Linked DNA regions of Mus musculus: region 1 is linked to region 2. The links are chromatin contacts, called in public Hi-C maps. All regions are on one chromosome and are shown on one strand. Each heading gives the region's core, a stretch centred on a gene start, on an enhancer-like site or on the middle of the called end of the contact. The rest is flanking DNA. Distances are from core to core; before and after follow the strand shown. Region 1 overlaps Atp8a1 (ATPase, aminophospholipid transporter (APLT), class I, type 8A, member 1). Region 2 has its middle 69 kb from the start of C330024D21Rik.

The links. A called contact is a pair of places that touch in the nucleus more often than the background predicts.
Region 1: a Hi-C map of the N1E-115 cell line shows a contact between it and region 2, with 2.3 times the contacts expected there. The contact joins two enhancer-like sites. A contact is called at or near these places in 2 of 39 promoter capture datasets (the C10 cell line and liver), 5 of 484 Hi-C or Micro-C datasets (the N1E-115 cell line, cerebral cortex, cortical neurons and 2 more) and 1 of 115 datasets of contacts at active chromatin or transcription factors (epiblast stem cells).

Annotation. Positions count from the first base shown.
Region 1 is chr5:67,628,383-67,634,874 of GRCm38.p6, forward strand. It overlaps Atp8a1 (ATPase, aminophospholipid transporter (APLT), class I, type 8A, member 1), which reads right to left. Exons shown (of 37, transcript NM_001038999.2): 34 at 3,105-3,193; 35 at 2,309-2,401. Among named protein-coding and RNA genes, the nearest start is that of Gm15478, 8.2 kb to the right of the region's middle. Within about 2 kb of position 1,384, at least 5 of the 459 cell types and tissues checked have an H3K27ac peak or open chromatin away from gene starts, as enhancers often do. A contact at or near this core is called in the N1E-115 cell line, where this site is marked.
Region 2 is chr5:67,530,229-67,536,425 of GRCm38.p6, forward strand. No RefSeq gene overlaps it. Among named protein-coding and RNA genes, the nearest start is that of C330024D21Rik, 69 kb to the left of the region's middle. Within about 2 kb of position 4,278, at least 26 of the 459 cell types and tissues checked have an H3K27ac peak or open chromatin away from gene starts, as enhancers often do. A contact at or near this core is called in the N1E-115 cell line, where this site is marked.

The DNA.
Region 1 (6,492 bases), core at 134-2,633, 95 kb after region 2:
TCCACCCCTCCACCGTGCAGGGGTTGCAGGCATGGGTGAGCACACCCAGCTTTTGACGTGGTGCTGGAGACTTCCCCCTGGTCCTAACGCTTACACGGCAAATGCTTTTCTCCCCTAAGCTGTCTTCCAGCTCTGGCCTCTGGTTTTTGAATTCACCCTGTTTGTTATGGCTGTTTGATAAACATCTAGGTTAGCAGGACAGCTTTCCTGCCCTGTTGCTGTCTCCTGCAGACCCTTCTGCTTTGCCCCTCCTCGAGCTGCTCTTTTAGCAGGAAGCCACCAGTGAGCAGCAAGAATGCAGGTATGTGCTGGACCAGGGCTTGGCTTGTAGTATTTACTTAGGTATAACTCATTCCCGGAAGAAAGCTGAATAGATATTTTAAAAGGCAAAAGAGCTGGGAAAACTGCAGGGTGGGGTGGGGTGGGGTGGGGTGGATATCTGAAGTCTTTTAAATAGAGTAGTTCTATGGGGGTATAATCCGGTTCTTTCTGGTTTACATTCACCCACTGATTTTTCAAACTTTATTTTATGTGTCCTGTGTTTTGTCTGCATGTATGCAGGTGCACAGCCTACATGCTTGGTGTTGGTGGAGGTCAAGAGGGGGGTGACAGAGCCCCTGGGATTGGATTTATTGATGGCTGTGAGTTGCCATGTGGGTGCTGGGCATCCAAAGCAGGTCCTGTGCAAGAGTGACAAGTGCTCTTAACCCCTAAGCCCTCTTTCCAGGCCCTGCTGGTTTATTTTTTATTTAGTGGAAGGGGCTACACACATTGCTGACTCATAGAATGATTAGGATCTGGAGTCCATCATTTCAGTCCTAGGCGACCTTGTCAGTAACTGGTAAATGACAAGGAGGGGTGAATGCAGGCCTTGGCAACATACTTGCAAAGGAGAATATACTCGAAACACAGAAACAGTATCATCAGTGGCCCTTCTCTTCTATTTCTTACTTTATTTAGTTTCATGAGCTAGAATGTTTCTTTACCCTTTGTATCACTGAAAGAGAGAAAACAAAGACAGAAAGAACGTAGGTCCCAGGCCACAGAAAAGGCGCTTTCATTTAATGAACCCTGTGATGCTGAACTATTCTTTGGAGCAGGATCTCTTCAATCAACTGGCCTAGGTTCAAGGCTGACAATTTTTGGGACCCAATCTCTCCGAGCCCCCGTGTTCTCAACTGGACAGGACCTGTTGGCATTGTGCTGCTGTCTGGGTTCAGTGGATCTGTGTATACAGAGCACAGCGAGGAGCCCGAGTGACCGGATATACTGGAGATATGCTGGGACCATTAAGTTCAAAACATAGCTCCACAGTAGTGTCACATGGGCTGCTCTGAACCAATGAGAGGCTGTAAGGCTCGGAGGTCAGGGCCTCAGCTTCAGCTCCCACTCTAACATCAATACCAGTCCGTCAAACTGAATAAAAAATGCTGAAGCAAGACTAAGGTGACATACTGCTTGATAAAAAAGTGTTTCCTAAGGGCTTTAAACAAAGCCTCTGGGCTGGCTAGCAGGATGAGAGGGAAATGAAGTGCGTCCCCAGTGCTAGCTGCGTGGTTATGTCTTATTCTGGATTGCTTGTAGGTGATTTTCTTTTGTGCATGTAGTACATTTATCAGCCATCTAGCCTTGTGGTTTCAGAGGATGGGGTGGTAAGGAAAAAAGCCTGGAAAGTGGAACTCACTCTTTGGATGACCTGGGTCTAGGCTGGTTCCTAAGACTTCACTAGGCTGAAAGCACAAACCGTAATTCTGATTTCAGACCTTTAAAAATTATTAATACTGTTTCGAGATAAAAATTCTTTTCCTTAAAAAAAATTGTTATAAAACAACAAACGCTTGACACTATGCTACGTATTTTATAGTCTCTCTTTCAGTTCTTTAGTTTGTCTTTAGAGACAAGGTCTTAATAGGTAACTGAGGTTGGCCTGACATTTCCCATGCAGCAGAGGCTGGCCTCTAACTTACGATTACTTGCCTCAGCCACCTAAGTGCTTTGACTAAAGGTCGGTCTCTCCTTGTTTCCATTGTTTCACTTAAGCATTACAGCCAGTTTAAAGGAGGCATGTGAGTCCCATTTTATTGATGAAAAAATTGAGGCTCTGTTCATTAAGAACTTGTCTAAGATAACAGACTATTTAATGCTAGATCTGTCTTGAGCCCCTACCTCTCTGATTCCAAAATCTGTCAACAATACCACCAGTCCCAAGTCAGATGATAAATGCCAGCTATATGGCTTATTTCCCACCACCGGTAAGAACAAAATGTAAAATTCTCTTTTGAAAGAACATGTTCCATCTGCTTTTTACCTCTTTCCAAGTACGACTGCGCCCGGGTCTTGAGATTTCGCCTCAAGCTCCTGAACTTCATCCACTAAGGTTTTAAAGGCCGTCCTCTTGATGCTGTGGAGAGAAGAGGATCTGCATGGAAACTCTCCTAGGAAGACAAGGATGCGGGCATGTGGCTTACTGTCTCGCTGCTGGCAAGCAGGGCCTTAACAAGGGACAAGGAGAGCTTTCACAAATCTTAAAAAGCTAGGACACTTTTATTTAGCAATATAGGGACAATAGTCTTAACAACTAACTGAGATTTTATAATACTAAAATAGCTGCTAAATAAACATTAACTTTAATAGCTATATTACAAGAAAATATTTAAAAATATAACTATTAAGAAAAATTGCAAAGTTTTTGTTGCCTTTATATTTTATATATATTTAGAACCAGGGAAGCAAGAAATTTCTTTTCACAATACGTAAAAGATATGTTTGGAGGTGAAAATCATTTCCTTTCTGTTTTGAGGTCTTGCAAGTGATTTCTAAAGATCAGATATTTTCTGATGATATTTTCTCCAATCCAATCAAGGCACCTCTCCTTGACGTCACCTGAACACACCCACTTTATTTCTCATTTTGCTTTTTAAACTAATTTAGTTTTCTCATTCTTGATTCATGCCTCCCTTCTTTAAAATTGGTAAATACCACTGGTACCTATTTTGCACAGTTTACATGTTTGGGAACCACAGGGCCCCGAGGGGTGACGTGCGTGCATGCGTGCGTGCGTGCGTGCGTGTTACTTCGTTTTTAGCCAAAGATCACATACTCACACTTTGTACAGCACATCCAGAAGCAAGGACGCCACAGGGATGGAGAGCAAGCCCACCCAGAAGACTCCAGAGCTGAAGAGCATGGCTGCCTGCGAACATCATCACAGACAGTTGACATTTCCGCAGAGCTAAGACATACACCAGTCACACTTAGTGTCTTAGCTTAATTTAAGTAAGGTAGCTTAAGTAGCATTTTATAAGGGGAAAGACCATACTCTGGATTCAAACTCTTAAGATGTTTATAATTAAAAGCCATGTTTGTCTTGGCATGCCTTTATGCGCCTTTTCCCTCTCAGGTAGCTGATGGAGAAGGTTTAACCATGCATCAAATCTTTTCATATATATGTGTGTGTGTGTGTGTGTGTGTGTGTATGTATGTATACATACACACACACACACACACACACATATATATATATGGATTTTAAAAATGATTATATACATTATATACACATTATATATGGATTTAAAAAATGATTGTGCTTAATGACATGAAATGTAAATTTTGACCTTTTCCAATAGAGCATCATCATCATCATCAATCTTTCTGAAGAAATCCAATATACTCTTGAATTAAATGAAATCAAATGGCATACAAGATAATTCATATTTAGAAACAAAATTTACCAATTCTGGCACATGAAAATTAACTTGATACTTATCACATTGCAAGCCATTAAAAATCATCCAGACATATTATGACAATGGTGCAATCAAATTAAGATATCTATGAAAGTATCAACTTGATTATTTGGGCAAGTGGATAGACATAATGTTATTCTAGCTCAATGATTTACATAAATTTTATCAGTGTATATCTATTATTACTAAAGTCAACCCAAAAATCTAGTATGTGAAACTCAAATAAAGGTATACTAAAATTAACTTTAATTATCTCATCGCATTAAATCTTAAATTGTGTATCAGAGCCTGTCAGACTATAAACAGAAATTGTTCTATGATTTAAAAAAGGTAATAAATTCTATTAGTTGTTTGTGATTAAAATAAAGTAGCATCATTACAAAGTTAGATTACCCAGAGTTTAAAAAGAACTGATTTGCACAATAAGAGACATATTTTGGTTTTACTTCTGTGAGTTGATTTGCTTCTCAAGGGCAGGCCTATAGTACTCATTCCGTCTGTAAATAAACTATTATATTACAATACAAAGTTGTCAAGTAACACATGCACACCTACCTCCTGCTACAAATCATACAAGAAGGGTTGGGTTTTTTGTTTTGTTTTGTTTTTTAAACTTGAATTCAGGAATTAAGATGATCTAGCATTTAATTCTACATACAGTAACAATTATTCATCGTCCTAGTCCATCAATCCTCATCAAATAGGAAGGTAATTTAAAATTATGACTTGGGTCTCCTTTTCATTTTGATCCTCAAAGGGGTACCAGGAACTCCTCCCATCTTCTCTGCACGAATGCAGGTTACTGATATGGACTGTCACTCAAGGATGCTAAGCTTCCCCCTGCCCCTGTAATATGGGGCTGATATCTCTGCCCGTTTAAAATAAAAACATGCCATCGGTAAAAATCTCTGAAAATAAAATCTGTTTGCATGGGTTCTGAAGAACCGCATGCGTATTCTAGACATCAACTCGTGAAAAATATGCCCATAAAAGTCACTTTATTTAATAAGCAAAACATGATCTGGGACAGTTGGTTGACATCCTCAATAGTGAAAACCAACAGTAATTATGTAACAGGAAATGTCTATCACCTCCAGGGCCTTTGTTTCCATTCAAGGACGCCTTCTAGGAAGGTAACAGCTATTAGAAAACAAAACAACCCTAAACAAAACAAAAACCCTTTCATGACTTTTTCTTCCTGGGGAAAAGGGTAAGATGAGATGCTAAGTCATGGAAGCGAAAACACCTTTGCCTGGCTTATGTATTTTAATGTTGAGAACAAGAGAAGAAAAGACTTCTTGCCTTTGGCCGCTGTGTATTAACCTCAAGTTAAAGTCTTTGCAGACAAGAAAAACTTGGACCCTGTGGGCTGCTAATTCTGACCATTGTCATGCTAATGACAGAGTGGGGTAACTACAGCCTGCTATTCAGCTCCCCGCCTTTGGCTTTACAAATGAACAACGTGAATTGAAGGGGGGTGAAGACTTTTTCTGAGTCATATCTGAAAGCCTGTCAGATTTTTTTTTTTTCTTTTGCAGCGTTAATCCAAACCTAAAAGATTTAAAGCTGACGTCCCCATTTAAGACAGAGTCTCTTTGTATTTTTTTGGATGAAGAGGAGGGGGAAAAATGAAATCCCACAGAGGTATTTCCTTCCTTTCTGTACAAGAAGGCTCCCCTCCCTCTGTGGAAGCCAGTTTGTCTCTAACTTTTCACATTTCCCCACTTGCAGGCAGGTCAGCTGGGAAAAGCCAAGCCGTGCGCAGACAATGGCGCTTACGGGAGTGTCTGTCCGGGGTTGGTCTGGGGCTTCCCCTTAGAGCAGTTTGCAAATGGTCCTGAACGTGGGAGATTGGGGGGCAGTGCCAAGTGTCTCTTGTCCTCTTCCAGGTCTTGCGAAACCAAATGGAATTTGTCACAAAAAAGCGGAGGGGTGTGAGAAGAGGATCTAAGTGCTTAGGGCCTTGTGGTTGGTACACAGCAGGCCTGCCTGTGCCCTATGTGGGGAACAAGTAACTGCTTATCTCTGCAGAGGCCCCGGGTGGGAGCCCTAGGGCTTCAAAATAAACTAGGGCTAACTCTAGTGGAACATATAACCCAGGCAGGGGAAACCGCTCATATTTTCACATAAACCTGCAGAAGAGTACTTGAAAAAACATCAGCTTATTGTGCAAGTAGCCCAGTAGAGATGCAGGACCAGGACCAGCTATAGTCTTGTTCCCTGACCCACTGTGGGGGAACACCAGCCTTTCCATACCAGAGAGATGTTCAACACAATCAGCTTGCCCAAGTTCAGCTTTGTAGAATGAAGAGAACTCAAATTTGCTGCCTGCAGGCAAACCCTTGGCTGCACAGTTCTTGTCTGTCTCAGACTTTGCCACTAGGCAGGTTGGGAAGGCATAATTACTTATTCTGACTCTCCATTACACACAGACGGCTCTCAAAAGAAAAGCACGCTTGAGAGCCCTTGTACCCGAGACAGAGCAGGCCTGGTGCCCACAGTCTCTGACTTGGTCTGCTGGTGCCCATGGCTGCCATTGAGACTCCATGGTTAGGACCTTTGCAGACTGCTTCCTCAGCTATCAAGTGGGTTTAAGAACCAAACCCCAGAGTGCAACATGGCAGCATTCATTATTAGTGATGCCTTCCCTTATGTTTATCTTCATTTTTGGAATTCTTTAGTGGACTCTCTTCTCCTGTTTTTTTCTAGCGATCTGTCCCAGGAGCTTTAAGGAGGGGAGGTTTTC
Region 2 (6,197 bases), core at 3,028-5,527:
GTATCATTTTAAAACGAGGCAAGTTTGGTGGGATGAACAAGGCAATGAAGGTGGGTTGGACGTTGCATCTTAGGACTCTGCCCAGCAGATGGCAGGAGTGTTGTTTAAAGCCTTTGCATAGAGGCCACCCTCCTAAAGTCGCCTTTGAGTTATTTGAATGAATGAATCTGGCCAAGCAGGCTCTCCATGGCCCTCTTTCAGAGAAGAGCAATGATTGGTGTGTAGTGAGACTGCCCCGGATAACCCATCAGGTCCCCAAATTTTGTTTCTTTCTCTCTCCCTGTCTATTTCTCAAGTCTCTTTTGGGAGGTATGAGGTTCTTGAGACAATGTCATCTCCCCTGTCCCCCATTCCCGCGTGTTTCCCCTTTCCGGGGGAACAGTGGCCCTGTAGCTCTAAGCTCTATTTCTCCTGCTATCCTGAAGCACTTAACAGACTGAGCAAGGGAAAGAGAAGGTGCCCACTCAAATTTAAAGTTTAACTTTCTTCACAGTCTTAATCAATAGGTGTATTCTTTAGCATATATCTATCCTACATCTAGATGTAGAGTCGAACTAGTTTTGCAACAGTGCCGCCGGCATCTTTCTCTGTCCACACGTCCTGGGGTTCCTGCCATGTCCATGAATTCGTGCACCACTTGACTTCCGGGTCATCACACAGATTCACGGTGTCAGGAAAGACTTGTTACCAGCACTTTAAAGAAGTCTCAGTGGAGCAGAGCCTAGTGACTCTGGGCAGAATTACAGCATCTCAGAGCAGCACATTTGGCCGCAGGGGAGCGCGAAATGAAGGAGTCAGTCGCCAGGGGATGGAAAGGGCGTCCCACTGGGACTAAGTAGATAACACAGTTGAAGATTGATGTAAACGTGAGTTCTTAATGGCCACTCCCAGCTCAGAGGTAAAGTCCAACACCACAGCCTGCCACTCCTGGCCCCATCTAGCCTTGCAGAACTGAGGACATGTTTTCGCCCCCTGGTGGAACAGGGGACTCACTACAGGGATTAAATTACAGGAAATAAAGTTTGTGTGTTTGTGGATGCAGATCTCTTCTGCCAAATTGCATTGAACATGGCTCCTGCCTGGACCCCAGCGGTGCTCACTCTGCCAGGAATATGCAGCATTGTCAGATCTAGATTCCGCGTATAATTTTAAAAAGTCCACCGTTCAGACCCATTTGATTTGATTGTTATGCTTTCCCCTCATTTCCATTCAACTTAATGAGCTTTTTATCTGTACTGTTTTAAGGCAGATCACTAAGAACCTTCCCTTTAAATATTTCAGTATGTTTTAAAAAGGCACTGTTAAGTAAAAATATTTTTAAGTGAAGATGTGGTGGCGTTCAGATAAAGGTTTACCACACACTAAACCACTGAACACTAGAACTCATTTACTCCTTTCATTATTATTTTCCTTTTTGGTGGTGTTGTGCCTTCCTCATGCCAGGCAAGCACAGACAATCGTATCTGTCATACGGATCTGTCTTCCGTTTTGGGTGAAATTGACACCAACTCTTCAGCACCACATTCAGCACCAAACACAAATTCAAATCGTAATTATTTGTGGTGCTGATGATGGACGTCTGAACTAGGTACGAGAGAGGCAAGCAGTATAGCCCTGAGCAGTACTCTCGGCACAAAGGACACTTATATCCGGATTTTCCAGACTGCCCCTCATTGTACAAACGAATGATGTAAAAAAAACATATATATATTTTTTTCTCACCCTTTACTTAAAACACAGGACTTGGGCTGAAGAGATGGCTCAGTGGTTAGGAGCACTGACCCAGGCTCAATTCCCGGCGCCCACATGGCAGTTCACAATTGTCTGTAACTCCTGCTCCAGGGCATCTGACACCCTCATGCATGCAGGAAAACCACCAGTCTCCTCCTCCTCCTCCTCCTCCTCCTCCTCCTCCTCCTCCTCCTCCTTCTTCGGACCCCTGAGGATGGGGAGAGGGGTCTAAATTGCTGTAGCCCTGAGAAGAATAGACTGACCTTTGGCTGTGGTCAGACAACTTCAGGGTAAGGGTAATGAGGCCATATATTCATCTTCCCAGAAAAAAAAAAAATCTTACCCATCTTACCATTATGGACCAGAGGCCTTTTCCTGGCCAACTTCCAAGCATTTTCTCAACGGCTAATGCTCACTAATCCTCAGCCTGACATTATCTTCGTTTTAGCAGCATATCTGGCTTTCGATCTGAATTATAAGCCACATGCAATAAAAGGGAACTGGAAATGATTCAAAGCTTTGCCAGGTATTCTGAGAAGCCCAGCTCATCTGTACGCAGGCGCAATACAGGCAAACTTCCGCTAGAGGGCGGCCTCAGACTGCATGATACCCTGCAGTTCTCCGGAACAAGTGGAGACTGCAGAGGTGCAAACCTCAGCCGACAGAGCAGCATGAATGTGGACGCATGCTCCCCCCCCCCCCCCGCTAGCAAATAATATCTATTTGTTGTTGTTTTGTCCCCCCACTTCCGGATTGGCTTCAATGAAAATCTGGCACATGTGGTAAAGAGAAATATGGAAGATTTCCTTTCGTTTCCTTTGCGAGTGAGCAGTGAACCCTCACTTACCTCTTAGGGAATTTGCAGTGTTGTATTTATAATTATCAAGAGAGGGAGGGAAATTAAAAACTTCGACTGCTTAGCTCTTCCGCAGTTGGTCTGTGGGCCCGAGGGACACTCCAGGAACTCCGTGTTCTGGCTTAGCTCCGTGGAAACCCTCAGGAATGGCCATTTGACCTCTCGCTGGGCCACCGGAGGAAATCAGCTTTGGTTAGATCAGATGAGACATAATTGGCTTTGGACTCGTTAGCGCACACTCCAGGCGAGCATTCCTTGCTGTTTTGAAAGGCCTGTGTTTTACTTGGATCAGCTCAGTGTACAGGGGAGTCAGTCACAGCTTGGGTGGCTGGGTGGATTAGCATTTTGTTTCCCAAGATCTGCTCTGCTTCTGGGTCTCCCCAGTTGACACGGTGCCGGGCTCAACCCCCAACTCCCGGCCTGAGGTCAGAGAGAGGGATATGTCTGTTGGCCTGCAAGGGTGGTTTGTAAAGAATATGGGGTCTGGGTGAGTTGAGAGGTGTTCAGGCCTTAGGTTCTGGAACCATGAATTTGCATTTGCTGGATCGAGAAGAATGCAAAAGTGAATAGATTTCAGCATCGGGAGTGGTGTAACTTTGTCCTCTGCCTCTAAGTCATGGCCCTGCCCAATCACTTTCCAATAATCAGAGTGATCCTTTTAAAACGTACCTCAGCTACAAAGTTTGAAGAGAGCTGGGGGTGGGGTGGGGTATGGAAGAAGCCGGAGAGAGAGAGGAGGGTACGGGAGAAGTTGGCGTGGGAAGAGTAGAGATGGATGCGATCAGTATACGTTGTATTCGTATTCATTCCTGACCTGCTCCTGAAGCATACTGAGTCTTTATATGGTGGCGCCCTGCCTCACGTGTAAGCAAAAAGTTCAGCTTCATACTGTCGGTGGTGGACCTTAGTATCATTTTGGAAGCCATTTATAATAAGGTGGGTTGGGTGTTTACTGCAAGAGAACGCAGTGAGCTTTATTGGGATTTCAAAGAGCAGTTTACTTGGTTTGAGTTCTACACCTAGAGCTTACAAAGGATGCTTCCGAGAGGCTCCGACGATTTTGGTAAAGCAAAGGGCCTTGACCTCTGTCCGTCTGTCTATCTATCATCTATCTATCTATCTATCTATCTATCTATCTATCTATCTATCTATCTATCTATCTAGAATGACTTTATTTTTCTAGAGGTCTCCTGTGTAGGCAAAGTGATTGAATGATAGATCTATCTATCTATCTATCTATCTATCTATCTATCTATCTATCTATCATCTATCTATCTATCTATCTATCTATCTATCTATCTATCTATCTATCTATCATCTACCTATCATCTTTTCTCAACATCTCAATCACTGGTAAAGGAGAATATATAGTAATCTGAAAATCAGTTACGAAGAGAAGCAATGACTGCAGAGACCTGCAGGCGGAGCTACTCAGCAGTCTGACTCCCTAGGAAATTGGTTCTTTGGGGGGTTTTGTTTCTCTTTCTGCAGCTGTTTCTTTTCTCTCCAGGTCCTTCTGCTTTCTGGGCAATGTCCAGTAGCCTTCTCTCACGGTGATTCTGATGTTGCCTGTGACTTCTACTTACTTTGTGGAATCACCATCGGCCACGGTCTGGCTCTGCCCAGTAACGTCGTTGTATTGTATGAATGAAAATGATTAGTTGTTGACCCTCAGTTTAGGTCAGTTGTTGACCTAAAGACCGTTTAGGGATCTGACCCAACAACACCCCAAAAGTGCTTCGGAATAGACGTTTTTCCTCTCAGAAAGGTTGCAGAAGGAAGCAGACAGTGACGTGTTATGGCTTGGACAGTTAAATTGGTGAACATAAGAGATCCGGATTGCCGCCTTTTAGAATGCACGAGCGTATTTGTCTCCTCTTTGCTGCTTGAACAGCGTCTTCCCCAGATTAAGACAGGGACATCTCAGCAGAATTTAGCACTTAAGTTAAAATTTTAAAATAGGAACTTAAGTTCCATAAAGAAACAGGGGCCTCTCAAGGTAGGCTCTGTAGAGAGAAAATGGGGCTTTGTGAATGATAAAGGGCACCTGTCCATTTCAAGAGCAGTGGAGTGTGTTTGAATTTGCGATCTGGACTGAGAATTTGGTTGCAAACCTCAAGGGTAGAGGCTTGGGACGTGCTGAGTGGTCTCCTGTAGTTCCTGGGAGCTGGGGCGGAGGCGAGGCTCGAGAAGAATGAGAGAAGTTGCTGAGCTACAGAGCCGGCTCCCCTCCTAGATGTGGATGGAAGGTGCCGGGAGAGAGACAACGCCCACGCAGGTATGTGGACTCCTGTGTTAGCGTGGCTTATTGCTTCTTTCACGAGGACTACTCGGAAAACTGCCAATCCCTTCAAGAAGGCCCTCGTTTAACACGGAGCTAGTCATGGGCCCAGTCAGGGTACATGGAACGTATCCGAGTTAGTTATCGAGGTGATGGATGGACCTGCGAAGCCAGGATGTGTACAGGGTACCTTCAAGACTCTGAACGCTGGGGTAGAAGAATAAAGAAGACTCTAGGGTCAGAATAAGCCTCCAGCAGTAGGGAGTTACAAGTTACAGTAATCCATTGTATCCGCTATTAAACAGTAAGAACACAGCTCTGGACCAACAGTTCGTAGCCACCATAAGGCCTGGGAACATCCCTTCACTTCTGAGTTGGGGCGGGGACTTTTGGAGAAGAGAAATAGCCCTAGGAACAAAGTGGCTGTTGTTCTGAGCCATTTTGGGATTTCTGTGGCAATACTTCTCCCTACACGTGTTCTCCACAGTGTTCTACTGAGCTCTTCACACTGGAGCGTTGTGTTCTGAGAGCTGCTGGCCTGTCTTTTCCGGCAGCCAGGATAAGGCCAAGAACAATTGCTAGTGCCTGTGTTTCTAGAATGTGACATCAGTCTTACACAAAATATGAGCTTAATAATTAATTTTTAAAATTTGGGTTTAATTTAATAAAAACAGGTAGTAGAGGTGATTGCATGTAGGATTTCTTCACCACAGGTACCTGCTAGCCTGATGTAATCACCATTAATTATTATTATTATTATTATTATTATTATTATTATTATTTTGTTTTTGAAACAGAATTTCTCTGTGTAGCCGTGGCTTTCCTAGAATTCACTCTGTAGACCAGGCTGGCCTTGAACTGGGAGATTTGCCTGCCTCTGTCTGCAAGTGCTGGGGTTAAGGGTGGGTGCCACCCCCCTATTGCTGGCTTAATGGAATCAGCTATAAACTCTCTTTCAATCCCATAATCTAGAGGACGATTTATATGTGCACGCTGAGGGTGCTCATGGGACCAAGAATATACCCATAACATCCCATGAAGCCTGGAGTTGCTTCTGCACGGAGGAGAAAATTGAAGTTTTAGATTAGAAACTTTAAAGACTTACTGTTCTTATCCCTTTTGCCATTATATTTTGATTACATGCTCTATAATTAGATGTTGAAAAAGCTAATGCATATTAATCTTTGATTGATTTGATTACCTGTCCTAATTATACTTTGATCACTTTTGATAAATATATTGACTCATATTTTATTTACCTCACTATGTTCTTTGTGTAGCTATGCTTTGATAAAATCTGATTACATCTTAATATTTGATTGCTTTGAG